2 separate regions of the Columba livia genome follow, and region 1 is linked to region 2. Evidence: chromatin contacts called from public Hi-C data. All regions are on one chromosome and are shown on one strand. The core of a region is the stretch at or near the end of the contact, and the rest is flanking DNA. Distances in the headings are between cores, read along the strand shown. Region 1 has its middle 11 kb from the start of GIMD1. Region 2 overlaps DKK2 (dickkopf WNT signaling pathway inhibitor 2).

Evidence for each region. A called contact is a pair of places that touch in the nucleus more often than the background predicts.
Region 1: a Hi-C map of liver shows a contact between it and region 2, with 3 times the contacts expected there. The contact joins two enhancer-like sites. A contact is called at or near these places in 2 of 2 Hi-C or Micro-C datasets (crop and liver).

The regions. Positions count from the first base shown.
Region 1 is chr4:72,328,745-72,333,568 of bColLiv1.pat.W.v2, reverse strand. No RefSeq gene overlaps it. Among named protein-coding and RNA genes, the nearest start is that of GIMD1, 11 kb to the left of the region's middle. Within about 2 kb of position 1,323, at least 1 of the 3 cell types and tissues checked has an H3K27ac peak away from gene starts, as active enhancers do.
Region 2 is chr4:72,143,121-72,147,754 of bColLiv1.pat.W.v2, reverse strand. All of the region lies in intron 7 of DKK2 (dickkopf WNT signaling pathway inhibitor 2), which reads right to left. Among named protein-coding and RNA genes, the nearest start is that of DKK2, 91 kb to the right of the region's middle. Within about 2 kb of position 3,179, at least 1 of the 3 cell types and tissues checked has an H3K27ac peak away from gene starts, as active enhancers do.

The sequences.
Region 1 (4,824 bases), core at 74-2,573, 190 kb before region 2:
TTCATAGCACACCAAAAGAATCACGGATTCCTTTTTTTCCCTTTGAATACAAATGGTATGGTATTTTCTAGGCATCAAAGAGGATGGAGTCAAAATGACCAATTCAGACACAGAAATCTGAACAGAAATCTAAATATTTGCCTGGTTCATGCCACTTAATGATAACAAGACCATCTATTAAAGAAAACAAAGAAAGGAAAAATAAAGGGAAGAGGGGATTTGCCAACCATTTGTATTTAATCATGGACAAAAACTTGGTAGAAGAATTGTAACTTGGACTGTAATGTGGTGACAATACCCTTTTTTGGACCTTAGTACAAGGATGATGTGGTAATTCAGATTGTAATCTGAATAAGACATATTGTGTACTCAAGTCTGCCCTTGCACGTGAGTGACCTCTATTTATAGTGTTGCACCTTTCCGATTTAATGCGTCTGAATGTACCTAACCTTACTGAAACACAAATGTAGATGTTGGAGTTGCTTAACTGCTGCTATGTCTACAGCGAAACACAGCAAACCAACAGTTTAGAGTATATACCAGAGGGAACTGGAGAGTTGTACAGGCAGGGGGTAATTTCTAATATGGAACATTGCCAAGAAATACCAACTATCTGTTGGCAAAAATGTCATATGAGCATGTTTTTGTTACTCCTCCTTCCCCGATACCAGGTTTACATAGTATAAAACAAAACAAAAAAGAGGCAAACAACCCCCCCCCCAAACTGCAAGGGAAGAGATATATATCGTTGTCTTCTATGAGGGGGGGTCCTGCATGTCTCCAGGCCCAGTGGAAAAGGGCAAAGTGGGGAAAAGCCACCACAAAGTGGAGCAGAAGCTGTTGGACTGAAGGACATTATTAGACTGGGTGATACAGGAGAAGGACTCTGGTTTGTTCATTTGTTGGTTTATTGGTTGGTGGAATCTAAACTGGGCCTAAAGAATATGTAAACATGAGGAAACAGCCTTGGTGAAACAAATAGCAGCTGGAACTTCTGAGGCTTAGGACAAGTCCATCACAGAAGGATGTTCCAAGTGGGCTGCTCCTTCAATATCTTGCCCCCTAAGTAATGTCTCTTATTTCCAGAAGCAGTCAGCATCCAAGAGTTCTCATTGAGTCGGTAGGAAGGGGCAAATGTTGCAGTTTTGAATTAGAATTATGAATTTAAATGCTTAAACATAGATGTGACATGCAAACTGTTTGTCTTCTTCTTTACAAAACAAAACCCCAAGAAAGTCCCATGTCTCCATTCAAGCTGGTCTGAGATAACAGTACGGGGCGGTCTGTGGATGTTGGAACCTGGCTGCAGCTCCAGCAACCTGTGCGTCTTTCCTGTTGGAAGGTTTGCAGAAATGTGTTTCAAAGGGGAGACTTCCTCTGAGTAAAAGGCCATATGATTGCAGGAACCTTGATCCAACTTCCACTGGCACTATTATTAAGCTTATCAAGAAAAAAGCAAATATATTGCTCTTGCAGTGAGCCACTAGAACATGGCAATGGTAAAACGCCAATACAATTAGTTTTATTTCCATGCATAACAGTAACTCATGACTCTTGGCAACAGGGCAGATCAAATTCCTTTCTGCTTTACCCCAGAATAACTCTTTTGGGTTCATTCGGTATAACGGTGCTCTTTTGGTTGGGTGTGCTTATAAATCGTTTGAGTAATGCTGGTTAAAACTGAAATAACATTGATGTAAGTGAGACCTTTCACTTCAAATTGAGATGGCAAAATATGTTCAGCCTCCTGAGAGGAAATGACAGTGAGCTATGACATACTAAAGGAAAGCTGAGCATGTAACTCTTGGGATCACATTGAGAAGCTCTTTGTAAGGCCATGGCCTCTCACTTCGTATTTTCAAATGTCCAAACTGACTTTAATTTTGTTCAAAAGGAGGACACTCCGACTTTTATTTTTCCTGCAAGTTTGCTTTTTCATTCCTTTTGCTTTCACAAAGAACGTTACCTCAGAAACATAAAATGGGAAACATGTGCTTCAGGGCTAATGGTATTGCTGCTTTGTAAGGTCAGCTCCAAAGTCTCAACATAAAGGCTCTGTTAATCTAAAGTGAAATAAAAGCAGCTGTCATAAAGCATGTGATATATAAACTCTCATTTAAAGTTGTATTATATTCCTCTTATTATTTTTAATAGTCTGAATTGAGAGAGAGACCAATATTTATTGAAAGGATAAAAAGCAGCGCTTTTCTAAACTTCTCAAGAGAGGGGAGACAAATAGTTTGTCACTGATAAAAAGACACTATCTCTAAGTGCCTTTCACGCCCCCCCCCCCGCCCTCTGCCCCAGTACTAATTTCTCTTATGTCATGTATTCTGTCTACAAAAGGAGTGTTTCTATTCTGTAACTGAATAGTAGACAAGACAGATAAATTTCATAGCTTTTCCTAATTGATGGAAAAACATTTTTCTTCTTTCTTGTTAAGTTCTCATTCTGCCACTGCCGGTCAGGGATTTAATTGTGATTAGTGGTCCCAAGGCAGGGAATTCTGCCGTGTTCTACTTCATTTATCTGAGAGTTGCAGTTAACATCAAACAAGATCAAGCATTGCCGTTCACATCCTGAGACCGCTGTATGCTGATGAATACTGCTGTTCTCTCACTGCAAGTTTAAGTTGCTTCTGTCTTTTACCGACCCCTCCAATCCCAAGCTTGTATCTCACTAAGACTAGTGCAATTCATGAGGTTGTGTTTTTCCTTGCCACAAATGATAAATCAGTCTTTATTGGAACAACTTGAGGTGTTTGAGCTTGAGGCCCAAAGAAAACGGTTCACATCACAGAAGCTGCATGTTGGGTACGCGATGGGGAAGGTGTTGGCCTTGCTGGGTTGCCTAACAGGCAGTTCCAGCTATGAAATCCACGGATTCTTACCTGTGATCAGCAGTTGCTAGATATGAACAGTTATCCTGACCGTTTTCGTTTTGGGATTGTATCTGTACAGCTTTTAAGAGGCAAAATGTTTTAGTTCTGTATAGATTTTAAGAGAAAAGTTGCTGCTTTTTAAAAAAAGCATGGGTCATTGTGCCCTGTCTCCTTGAAGTTTCCTTTGCAAAGGCACGTATTAAAAGCAGGATGCTCAGACATAACTTGGGAGGCCAAACTATTTCATCAAGAAACTAAAAACTCCTTGACAAAGGTAAACTACAACTGAAAACCAGAACTGTGTGCAAATGCTGGGTATGAACTTTTTCCGAGTCTATAATAATCATTTGGCTATATCGAATTATGCTATGGAAAAGCATACAAATGTGTGAGCAGTTTAAAAGATGTTGGTTTGGAAATGTGCCTTTTAATGTATTTCAGTAAGAAAAGAAATAACTGAAGAAACCTTAAACTACATTTTCTTCACTGCTTTGCTTGTCCTCATCAAAGCTATTACCTTGGCAACCAGAAAAGTTGGAATATCTGTAGGGAAGTTTGGTGGGAGGGCGTTGTGTTTGTTTGTTTTTTAATGTATACGTGTATTTCTCATATGTGTCCTTGATGTTTATTTTTCTCCTCTTGGATGTTTTCTTCCTGGTGCACAATGTGTAACCAAATTGTGATACAGATATGGAGTCTTTGACAGCTTAGTCAGCAAAAATAAAGCAACAATTTTGACACTCTATGGAGAAAAATAAGAATAAAAATGCTATTAGTAGAAAACTAAGCTAACAGTTCTGATTTGTAAGCCACACAGTGCTTTTGCTCTCAGTTTCAGCCGCCTTTTCATTTTTTAACTTCAAAATTAATTTCTGGGTTTCTTATTTAATATCTGTTTAATGCAGTTCATGTTTTCCCTCCCTACCCTCAGTAAATCTTTCTGCATTCATTGTAGGTCTTTTCAACTGAATATAATTTTATAACACTGTAAAAAGCCTTCATTTTCAGTGTACACTTAGAGCTGTGCCTTACAGAACCTATATCCATTTCATAACGTTCACCTTGAGATACTTGTTTTGGTGAACTTTAACTGGAATATCCTCAAATCTCTTTTATAACTTTTGGATATATTTCTTTTGTTCTTTTTTTTGTTTTCTTTCTTTTTTTTGGAAATCACAGTTTCTCTTTTTACAGTTCATCAAGGAATCAAAAACCTTATTAAAAACTGTCAAAATGGAAAAAACATGTTCTGTGAAGCCAGAATATCTAAGTGTTTTTATGGGCCATTCTTCCTTTTACACAAGATCAAAGCATCAAGGGACAAGAAAATAGGGTGAGAAAAGTAAACTCAAGCTTGCAGAAATTATGCTCAGTCCAAATATTTACGCAGTGATTCATCAAAAATGTTGCAAAATGTAGTATTGAATTTTTAATGATCGCAGGTTTCACTGCCAGTTCTTGTAGGACGTCCTGTTCTGGTGCAGTGCTTGAAAGGAAAAACATAAAGTAAATACATTAGGTCAAACCATTATTCAAGGACAAGTGGAAGCCACTAATGGGATGGATATACCTCATTTTGAAGCGGTGGTTTTTAAAAGAATGTAAATACTTACAGTAGTGGTGGTAGAAGACTTGCATTTAATTTGATGGTAGAGAAATTCCTTGTAATTGAACAAGTTCCTGTTGCTGCTCTCAGAATAAAAGGATTCCTCAAGAGTGAGGCAAGTTCAGAAAAGAAGTGGTACAAGCATAGCAAGTCATCTCTCTCCTTTCAGTTCTGCTGAATTAAAAGGTGAAATTTCAGGATTTCAAACCATGCGATGGTGAGCCACAGTTTACTTTTTAAAGGTCACTGATTTAGTTTATAGGGATCCTTGATGTGTGGAACGAAAGGATACACAGGAGAAGCAAACAAACGGTCATCTCTATTGGCACACCAGGCA
Region 2 (4,634 bases), core at 1,930-4,429:
CTGCCAATAAGAATCATATTCCTTCCACTGGCCTTTTTTTTTCTTTACCTGGAGCATCTTTAAAATCAATACCAGCTGTTGCAGAGAAGGATTTTGATGCCCTAAACAGAGATTTATGACTTCAGGAGAAGGAATAAGAAGAGGAACACAGGAATCTCATAGAGAAAAGATACTGATGCCATGGCAGAGAGCTGTACATCAAATAGAACTGTTTCTGCAGAGGAGCTGAAAAAGTGCTCCTTCAAATCACCCATGCGATTGCAGACCTGGCTAAGAAGTGTGGCCCTTTGAAGTCAAAGGCAAAACTCCAGACGCATTTAGTCTGGCCACAGTTTCAGCTTTTGACTCATAGAATCATAGAACGTCCTCAGTTGGAAGTGACCCACAAGTATCACTGAGTCCAATGCCTGTCCCTGCATCTGACAACTCAAATTTGAATGTAAATTTAACAAATCACCAAGCATAACATGGTTCCAGTTATATTATAAAATAGATGCAGGAGAGAGAACTGTGGCAGATGAGCATCCAATGTGCTGGAGTGGACACTTCCCTTGCCCTTTGCTCTGGCTGATTCAGTGGGAATTTCCACATGCTCTTCTTGCTGCGTAGCTCAATAGAGGCACAAATCCCAGCCCGTAACCCTAAAAATACGAGTCAGCTTTCATTGAACTGAATGGTTCCATTTGTAAAAAGAGCCCCTAAAGTTCACATTCAAGGATCTGGGAGACTGGGATCTGCTGACCTGGCTTGAGATCACCTAAGCCCTGGACATGCACAATTTTCTGTCTGTAACAACAGAAATGTTCAAATGCTAGCAGATTGCGATAAATCACTACTTCAGGTCACAAGAGGGAGAATTAAGAGTTTAAATGAAAAAGTGTTAGTGGAAGTGATGTTAACTTACAGGTCTGCAACTGATCTTTATTAAATAAAGGTTGCTCACGTTTCTTGATCTAGAGCCAATGGCTAATAAGAGCGTGAAGAAATGTGAGCTTCTCCACCCTCCATGTGCTGCTTCTGAGCCATAAACAAGGTCTAACAAAGAGTGGAAATGGATAAGGCCAATATTTAGTCCTGTAGCACAAGCCCAACACAGGGTGTAGGCCAGAGAGTGCAATTTCTTGGGGCAGTGCAGGGTGAGTCAGTTCCCAGAGGGCTCCACACAGCAATGGCTGGACTGCTTCTTATAGCTCAGGTACGTTCAGCTGCTCTCCTCAGTGCAGACAAAGCATACATTTGTTTTCTAGCTTCTTATGTAAAATCATTGATATGTAAAATAAATAAACCTAGAAAGATGACCTCTAGGCAACAATATCCAGGAAGCTCTAGAATTTTTTCCTTTGAGTTCCAGTACTTACAAGAGTTTCACTCAAGATAGGGAATTCACATATAAAAATCATAAGAATGTAAACCAATTTTATGTTTTATATGCTCTACTTTAATGTCTACAAGCAGAGTAGAAATGTCATTAATAACAGTTGGAAATTAGCTCAGATCACACATGAGACAGAGGAAGTCACCGAATGTTGGTGGGCCAAAGCTGGAACAAGGAAATTGGAAATTGTGACCTATACACCCAAGCTCCAGTTCCAGCCTTTCATAGGTTATTATCAAGGCCAGTTTAGGCAACTCTTTCCTCTTGCTCCTTTCTTCCTGTGCCACCTCTCAGCTGAGCTGAGCTTGGTTAGCTCTCCATAGGACCACACGGAAAAACAGAGGAAGGAATTAGTCTTACACAAATATAAACATGCACAAATGTTTACAAAAGTAATCTTAGACAAATGAAAGCAAAAGGGGTTACTTGCACCCAGAGCTGGCCAGTCATAGCACTTGCAATGCCACACAACAGCAGTTCTGTGGACCAGCATGGAACTGGAACAAACTATTGAGTCTGAAGGACAAGCAATGGGTGGCACAGAGAGGGCTGTCTGTAACCAGGGGCTCTCAGAAAGTTAATACTTGTTTCCCATTGATAAATCAAGTCCCATGCACACCACTGACAGCAGAGCTGGGAGTGCTGTGAAGGTCTGATGTTGGGCACTGCTTAGAAATCACAAAAGATACCTTAAAAGATGAACATTCTCAGCTCTGACTTTAAGAGGTGATGGCCAGTGATGGTTCCTCACTCTGGTAGCAACTCTGACTGCACCTATTACATGCTTCAGTGTATCAGATCCCAGTCACAGCTGCATGTATAGACTAATACTACATTTAATCCATTATAGAAAAAAAAATCAAGGTAGGAAAAAGGTTTAAATGCATTTCTAAAGGTGTGTTAGACTTGCACCAGAACTGACAATATACCTGAGAGCTACCATTTGCCAGGTTGGAATTATGAATAATTTTGGAGCCTGCTTTAGCGTAGGAACAATTTTGCCAACAGTAAGTGCATTATTTAAATACTGTGAAAACAGAATGACTTGACTAGACTTCCTTCTAATGAGACCAAGAATTATATAATTTCTCTTAGTGAGAAGCCTAATTAAACAGAGGCTGGAAAAAGGTACACGTTTTTCCTAATCTTCTTTTAAATTATTTTGCCTTCTTATTTGCTGAAGCCCCTACAATCTAATGTAAAAAGATCTGTTTCTATGCAAAGAGTAACACTTGCGAGGTCTCAACTTTACTTGGTATCAGAATGAAGTCACCAATAGATCCATTCATGTTAAGAAGTCACATAAGTACTGCCTCATAATTCCACATGTAACTTCAGTCTAACTTGTGGTTTAACAAGCACTTCATTTGCCATGGAAAATTGAAGGATAGCGTATGGCAGCTCACACAGTGTCTATCACCTGAATATACATATGACACAAAAAACGCTTGGCCAAAGCAGCAAGAATTTGCTCAGCAATCAGATGGTGGTGCATCATTTCGATGTCCTGAAGCCGAGTTCACAGCAACAGCCCTTAACAAAAGCAATTGCTGAGACAAACACTTTTCTTCTGCCGTACATAGGAGATGGACACAATAGCCGTGGGGAAATTCCAAGCTGGAAAATCACCCCTCGTGGTTTTGGCCTCAGCCACATCCTGCCCCAAGGTATAGGATGGGGGCTGAATGCTTTTGTAGAGGGGAAAGCAGGACACAGCTGGGGAACATACCATCTTTTCTAACAGGGAGGAGGAAAACCAGAAGTGACACCACATGGCATGTTCTACCATGCATGTAGGTAAACTGGTTGTTTTTTAATGTACAAACAGAAAAACAGCACAACAACTGCCTCTGTAATTTCAAATATCAGGAAAGAAACCAAAAATGAATTGTCTTTGTGTCTCATGATTCGTGAAATTGCGACAGTAGCAATACCAGCAATTTTGCCCAGAGCTCAGCTCCAGTTTATGACAGGATGTACGCAACTGTGGGAGCTCATCTCTTCAGGAACTGGAGGTGGAATGCATGAGCCATCTCTTTAACCAAACAAAGCAACACACGGCATCTTCCCATCCTCCCATCCATCCCCAGGCTTAGTAACCTCAACATCTAACACTCTAGCATAATGGGGAGAGACACTAGGAACACATTTGTTTACTTTTTGAAGTATCTTCAATATCAAATGTTGCCTCATGCTTAATGCCTGAGACAAAACCATTACCCTGAGCTGCAGACTGGAAAACCGACAAGGGAAAATTTGAATTCCATTCACTAAAGTGATGAATTAAAATCTTATTAACTGTCGACTAGTAACCCTCGCCAAATCTAATACCTACAGAAGCTCTCTCTTCCCAGCAGGATCTACCAATGAACACTTTCTGCCTACCACAGTGACCTTTCAGAAGAGGGTTTTTACCTTTTAAACTGACTTGTTTTTTTCTTTGGTGATGAGTTCTGCACAAAAAACCATCACTTAGGCAACATTATTTAAAGCAACGTCTAACTTACATCTCTTACTTGAAATCTCCTCTCTTTACAGGAAACACCTATCTTACGCTGCAGTAAGGATCTCCATATGATAAATGTCTGTCCTATTCCTACTCAGTTATTTGTACTCCCACTGTTCATGCTCTGCAGTCCTCTTCAATAAATACTTCCATCAGATATGGATTAAATGCATACATTCTTTTTTAAAGGGAAGCGGCAACACATATCATTATATGAAGAGTGCACACAGAAGTCTTTCCTACCTATTAAGATCTTCCCATATTTTTTTTTCTTAGCTTTATCTCTTCTTGCCTATTTGATTCTGCCTGCAGTTGTACTTATTGAAACAGTGTCAATGCCCTGACTTGTTTGTGTTCATTCTACTCTGTTACATCTCACCTGCAAAACACATCTCTCTGTGACAGCTTAACTCCCATTTTGGGACTCAGAGAGCTACCTTACCCACAATATTATCCTCTATCTTGCTCTGAGCTTCCATCTATTATTGTGACTGTGTTTTCATGCAGCATGATGGAGAAACATGACCTGAAATATGAATGCAAATGTGACAAACAGTCTTAATTACACCATGTAGATTAAAATCTAATTATTGGGACTTTGCACACATTTTATAACAAGACTACCTACAGAGGAGCTACGCAAGAGCTATGCCCCCAAAAGAAGGCATGCATTGCTAGCATCAAACTTTGGATTGAAAGGGTTTCTCAGATTTCTGTGGCAGGTTTCATTTGATCACAAAAATGCAAATACAC